Linked DNA regions of Mus musculus: region 1 is linked to region 2. The links are chromatin contacts, called in public HiChIP or PLAC-seq maps. All regions are on one chromosome and are shown on one strand. The core of a region is the stretch at or near the end of the contact, and the rest is flanking DNA. Distances in the headings are between cores, read along the strand shown.

Region 1 (3,207 bases), core at 46-2,545, 86 kb before region 2:
TTTGCTGTGCTCTAAATTCTTAAAAACAACTGTTCCTGCTAAAATGCTAACAATCTTATGGTTATTTATCAGGACACATTTCCGTAGCTGCTACGATCAAGTATGACTTAATTAATTCACCATCAGTATATGAAGTATATGAATCTTCTTGCTTGTTTGCTTGCTTGCTTGGAAGCTACAGTGTCCTTTCATTTGATAAGAACATTATACATACATACACACACACACACACACACACACATATGTGTGTGTATATATATATAATGTAATAAATAAAATGTAGTGGTTAATTTCCAGAATAAAAGTCCCTTGAGTCTTCTTAGGTTCAGCTACAGATGAGTAGAACACACTGAAGCCTGCTGATCTACCACCCCACCCCACCCCAAACTAGAAGTTTAGAATAGAAAATTGCTAAGAACCAAACTGGTCTAATGACCTGAAGATGTGACCAGGTCATACACCTGGAGTTCCAAGTTTCTCACACATCCTTTGTCATGCCTTAAAGGCATACACACAAATTTCACTTTTCTCATGTTTCTGATCATGACCTGACTGTGTTATCAATAAAAAAAAATCTTTATAGTGTAGTGATAGGTATGACACTCAAAACACTGTTGAGAGATCACACATGTATCCTGATAATCTGCAGCATGTTTAGCAATACCATATAAGCATAAGGCGCAGTGTCCCATCTCTTCATCTGCTCAGTCAACCTTTATGGTGTCATGAAATCACATAGACCAAACATTCCAACTGAGTATGAAGTTCTCCAATAAAACTTTATAGATATTGTAGTAGTTTGAATGAAAATGACCCCCCCGTAGGCTCATAGGGAGTCGCAATATTAACTGGCCTTGTCGGAGCGGGTGTTGCCTTCTTGGAGTGGGTGTTGCCTTCTTGGAGTGGGTGTTGCCTTCTTGGAGTGGGTGTGACCTTGTTGGAGTGGGTGTGGCCTTGTTGGGGTAGGTGATCTTTCAGAAATTACCTAAAAGCAACATGCAGAAAAATAAGCTAGTTGGTGAGAATGCTGTGGAGTTCTGCGTTTTCACAGCCAGTTGCTCAAAAACCCAGCACAGGGCAATGTTTTCACTGAGTTTGCTTCTGTCCCTTTCTGCAGGTACCTTGCTGGTAGTCTCTGTCCCCATCCCATGTCATCAGGCAGGCAGGCCTCTGGCCTCTCTTCTCTTCCCTTCCAGCACCCATGAGATCACAGCGCTGTCCATATATAGGACAATTGCTAAAATAGCAACTGAGGTGAGACAGAACGCTAGCAGCCAAGAAGTAAATGCTTTCGTCCATGTGCTTAAAAATAACCAGCACGGATGACATCATGGGAAAAATCCAGATAAGACTGCGCTTGCCCAATGTGAGATCACCGGGCTTATCTCTTGGATGCGCCTCTTTGTACCACAACCACTGAAAGCAAGACCTGCACTCCTAGTCTATTCTCTCTGAAGCACATGAGAATTTTCATTTAGCGACCAGCATTACCTACTCTAGGCCCATGACAGCTTTGAACTTTTAAGAGAAAAACACTAAGGTGACAGCAGTTTGTGCAACCACTTGGCATTTTCGACGCAAACAAAAATCTTAAGGCTTTGTTTCTTGAAGAAAGTTGTGCAAGCTTTTACTGGGGGAAGAAATTAACAAAGACAGAAAAGAACTAACAGTTACCCCATCTCCACCCTACCTCATTTAATAATGAACATCAAGAACAGTCAGGTTAGAATGCAAACTAAAAGTATTCCAAGGGTAAACCAGGGGCCCAAATTTTCAGCAGGAAGATGAAAGATCCAAATAATATGTAGGAGGAGCATGGTTGACGCAGGATGAGACTGGGCCATTTTTGCTGACTCAAGGTTCCTGTGCTTGCCTTGAAATGGCTGTCTGTATCTTCCCATAGTGTTGTCTGTCAGGGAGCCATGCCGTGGACTTTGCCAGAATCCTTGATTGGATCCTATTATGCCGGTCATCACAGTATCATATAGAAGTGTGAGTCTTAATTCCTTCATTGTAAGCTTCTTGAGAGCAGAGACTGTTGGTTTTCTGTTTGTTTGGGGATTATTTTATTTATTTTTATTTTTAATAAACGAGTCTTACAGAATCTACCATTGGAACATAATATCAATGACCAAAGTGGCATGTACCATAGCTTTTAGGTATAAAACTCAGTACTGTGTACTTTTGTGTAAGCCCTAATGAAGTTTGTTAAAATTGAAGTTTGATTTATATAATACTAAAATGAAGTTGTGTGAGACTGTGTAGTCATAAGCTTGAGTCTTCTGGAATAAGATTAGGCTGAGAGCTTGCTCTTACTCTCCCCTGAATAATCTTGACCCATTTCTTTAAGTGTTGTACACCTCTGCTTTCTCATCTACAAAATGGGGATTTGATGAACACTGGATTAGTAGAGAAATATTATGAGAAATAAAGGACTTAGAATACATAAAACCCCAAAGTCTGCACAGTGTTACTATCTTAATTATGCTACCGTTGGCAGTATAAAATAACGCCATATTAGGCGATGATGGCAGATCTGTACCTGGACTCACAAAGCAGTGATAGGCTAGTAGACATTCCCCCAACAGTGAAAAGATTATCAACACAGAATGCGTCAACAACTTCACGTCTTAGTTTTACAAACACCAGAAATGGGAGAAAGATGCAAAGGGCAGTTCACACCAGCGGAAACTCAGACAGTGTACACAAACTCACATTCACAATTCACTAATCAATTCATTCATTCATTTTCCTTTATGTTTGCTGTTTCTTTGTGCAGGGCTGGAGCATGTTGTTTAATTAATTAACAATATCAAACAATACTAAATAATATATTAGTCAGTATTAGCAATCACAATGTATTAATGATATGTTAATAATTGATATAATTAACATTAAACAATGTTAAATAATGTATTAATTAATTAAATGGTATACTTCAGCCCTGCAAAAAGAAACAGAAAACAGAAAGTCAACTTTAGGTAGTAAATTTTTTGAACAATGCCAAATTGGCGCACATTTCAGGATGTGTTGTGGTCAAGTATCTGCATGGATCAGGTGATGGGAACTTTCTTCAGATGGTGGGGTGTGAGGTGGTGGTGTAGACTGAGATCAGTGACTGTCTGTCACAACTGGGCATGCACACATCTGAGCACGAGGCAGCTTCCGCAACAGCTGTGGCTTTGTGCAACAGGCTTATGAACAAGG
Region 2 (3,268 bases), core at 26-2,525:
ATCCATGCCCAAAGAACCCACTGGCCCCCGAGGCTTACCAGAGTCCAGACAAGGGCTGCTGTAGTCACTGTAGGGTGGCCCTCAGAACAGACTTTGTTTAACCAGCTGCCCAAGTTCCATGAAAGACCTTTGTTTAACGAGTAAATGTATTCTGGACAGAAAAGCAGGAACAAAACACACATTGGGGTCTATCCCCATGGAAGAATGCTTTCCTGGTGTGCACAAAACCCTGGGTTGCAACCCAAACAGGACCAACAAATTCCCTAAATAAACAACAATAATGCTTCCCGAGTCATATCAGACTGGGAAGATAAAATGAAGCACGTTGGAGAGGTTTGACATTGAAGGTTGGGAAACAGCAGAATTACTGCTCTGCCAATAATAGCAGCTTTTATATTTCTCTAGGCACACATGAGAACAAACACACACACACACACACACACCACGGGGGTGGGGTGGGGGAGAGAGAGGTTATGATTTAAATTTGAATTTCTCTTGCCTTCTCATTGACCTTGAAAACCCAAGTAGCTCAAATTACACATGTTTGAACTGAGAATCGTAGACACTAACGTTTCAAACATAGTACTGGTGTTGAGGGTACAGTGAGGGTTACGGCTGAAGCTTAGGTTAGCGTTGAGTTCACAGTGACAGCTCAGTCCCAGTCCAGGGATGTAAGAGAATGCACCTGTTCAGATGGTGTGACACAAACCACGGCAGCTCAACCTCTGAGAAGAGAAGGAGAGTTCATTTACTTTGGGGAAGTAGACAAGACATTAGGTTTAAAATGGAGTCTCATGTACACAGAGGTCAGTCCAGAAAGATGACCAGGTCTCTCCTTAGGGACAAATCCCACCCATTTCTGTAGGGTGCCCTGCTACCTTCTTGTATCGCTGTTTGGAATCACCCAATGGCACTAGTCCCAACATAAAGGGACAAGGAAGGAAGAGCAGGCTTATGAAAACTCTCAGGTCCTCTTCTCAAGGTGTCCTGACCACAGCTGGAAGCGCCTTCCGTGTTTGTCTGCACAGTCCCTACAGAGGTCAGAGCACACTGGGTAATGTGCTGTGTGCTTTTCAAGTCAAAAAAGCTATGGACATAAAAGCACCTGCCCTTCGGGGGTCCGAGCTATAGTTATTTCTGTACAACAATACACAAAGCCAACAGCAACAGGATCTGAGGTGGCTGGTGACCTGGTGGCACAGCTGACAGGCGCGTCATGCCTGTCCTTCAGAGGACCTCACTAAAGTCACTGCTGTGGCTTCCTCAGCATGGACATATTTGGTCTAGGGAATGCAAGGAATTTGCTGGCTGAGCAAGTTCATCCATTCTGCTTTGTAAGGCTCCTCTCCATAACTGTTTCTAAAAAAAGAAAGAAAAAAAATCCCCCAGCGGGCTCTGTCGCCAGAGTAGCACCCTGGTCAAGGGGACAGTTTAAGTTTGAAAGAAATTTCTCAACATGCACTGTACCTACTCCCCAACACTGAATCTGGTTCTTGCTTTGTTCATTACCACTCCCTAGAATTACTGTCTGTCTGTCTGTCCTGAAGACAGATAAATGGATGACAGAGGAAGCAGAATTATAGGTTGAATATAGAAATTATTCTGGGTTTACTGGTGTTTAAACAGAGTCACAGAAACTGATCATGGCCATGTTAAAGCAATGGGTGGCAGACCAGGACCTGATAGGCAACGGTCATAGTGCCTTAAGGTTGTGGAATATTTGTAGTAGGCTTCGTCCCCTAGACACTATGTAACTGACACTTGCTACGTACTATACTCAATTTGATAAAGTATCACTAGGCAATAAGTATTTGAATTAAAAAATACATAAATCAAGGCCAGGCTAGTGACATAGTTTAAAAAAAAATCACATTATTACAACTAATGTGAAATTTTCTATTTGGAAACAACCCTCAACAGTGTATCTTAAACATTCTTAAGAAGTAAAAATTGACCAACAATGGCATGCAGAAACCATGCTTTTTCTCACGTTTAATTTACTTACGTATGTGTTAAACAAAAAATTAGCCGTGTCTTAAGGGAATAAGCCCAAAAGGACAAACTAAATTAATCTGGATGCCCAAGTAGAAAAAGGTGGAACAACTCTGCCATCTAGTGGCAAAATATGGCCTGGCAACTAAACCAGCCAACCCAATTCCCTTCTATAAATTCTCCTCAGGACTATGAGCCCAAGACTGGCTCTGGTAACAAAAAAATAACGAAAACTTCAGTGCACGTAGACAGTCCTAAGAGGTAGAGATGTTTCTCAAGTGTTTCTGGAGGTAGATCCAACTTCCGTCTGAGAGATCCACCATGGGGTTTGATTTCCTTCATTGTTCCTAAAAACACAGACCTTGTTCATCCCTAACTTAGGCGTGCGTGCCCATTCAGTGACAGTGAGTCTGAGCTGGTCTCTCCTGCCTGAGCAGGACTTGTCCTCCACTAGGTGGCTTGGAAGAGGACTCAAGTGTCTTTTTTTCTGGGTTTTCTTTGTCTCTGATCTTGTCTGAAATTTAGGGTCTTCTCACAATGCTCAGCGGATATAAAATATTTAAGGATACTTACCCGTTTCAAAAACATTTCAAAATATTACTCTGAGCCCAAGAAAGATGATACAAAGTAATAAACTTTGTGTGCATTTGTGCAAGATGTACCTTCCGTCTCGAGTTCTTGTTTGGTTGGATTGGGTTCACAGTCTCTGTGGAAAGGTATTCTTTTTTTTGGGGGGAGGGGGGTTTCGAGACAGGGTTTCTCTGTATAGCCCTGGCTGTCTTGAAACTCACTTTGTAGACCAGGCTGGCCTTGAACTCAGAAATCCGCCTGCCTCTGCCTCCCGAGTGCTGGGATTAAAGGCGTGCGCCACCACGCCCGGCTGGAAAGTTATTCTTATGGCAGAATGAGAACGTCTTCTGTTCCAAAAGAAAAGGAAAGTAGACTTCAGTTTAGTAAGAATTAGATAAACACCAGTACATGTGAAAATTGTCTGCATCCTTAACATGCAGTTAGGCTACTTTTTGTCCCAGTGACATTCATAGGGAGTGGCTCTCTGCTCCCTCCTCAAGAGGATGGTTAGCCTGGCATCTCCCTCAGCAATCTTTTAAGAACTCTGACTACATATTGACTCCCAGGTTCCATATTGCCATGTTATGTGTGTATCAAGGCCGATGACTGATGCCTTCCCATCACTCTCCATTTATATCTGAACTTTCTCCACCATATGGGTACTGGAGACTGAACTTAGGTCATCAGATTCTGTGGCAAGTGCCTT

What was found. HiChIP or PLAC-seq counts read pairs in DNA pulled down with a chosen protein or histone mark.
Region 1: an H3K27ac HiChIP or PLAC-seq map of heart atrium shows a contact between it and region 2, with 6 read pairs. The contact joins two enhancer-like sites. A contact is called at or near these places in 1 of 15 datasets of contacts at CTCF or cohesin (CD8 T cells), 7 of 484 Hi-C or Micro-C datasets (the C2C12 cell line, Th2 cells, cardiomyocytes and 4 more) and 5 of 115 datasets of contacts at active chromatin or transcription factors (cardiomyocytes, differentiating embryonic stem cells, embryonic stem cells and 2 more).

The regions. Positions count from the first base shown.
Region 1 is chr13:41,727,934-41,731,140 of GRCm38.p6, reverse strand. No RefSeq gene overlaps it. Among named protein-coding and RNA genes, the nearest start is that of Gm40925, 52 kb to the right of the region's middle. Within about 2 kb of position 1,295, at least 5 of the 459 cell types and tissues checked have an H3K27ac peak or open chromatin away from gene starts, as enhancers often do. A contact at or near this core is called in heart atrium, where this site is marked.
Region 2 is chr13:41,641,923-41,645,190 of GRCm38.p6, reverse strand. No RefSeq gene overlaps it. Among named protein-coding and RNA genes, the nearest start is that of Gm5082, 5.3 kb to the left of the region's middle. RefSeq lists an enhancer at 508-1,979. Within about 2 kb of position 1,275, at least 64 of the 459 cell types and tissues checked have an H3K27ac peak or open chromatin away from gene starts, as enhancers often do. A contact at or near this core is called in heart atrium, where this site is marked.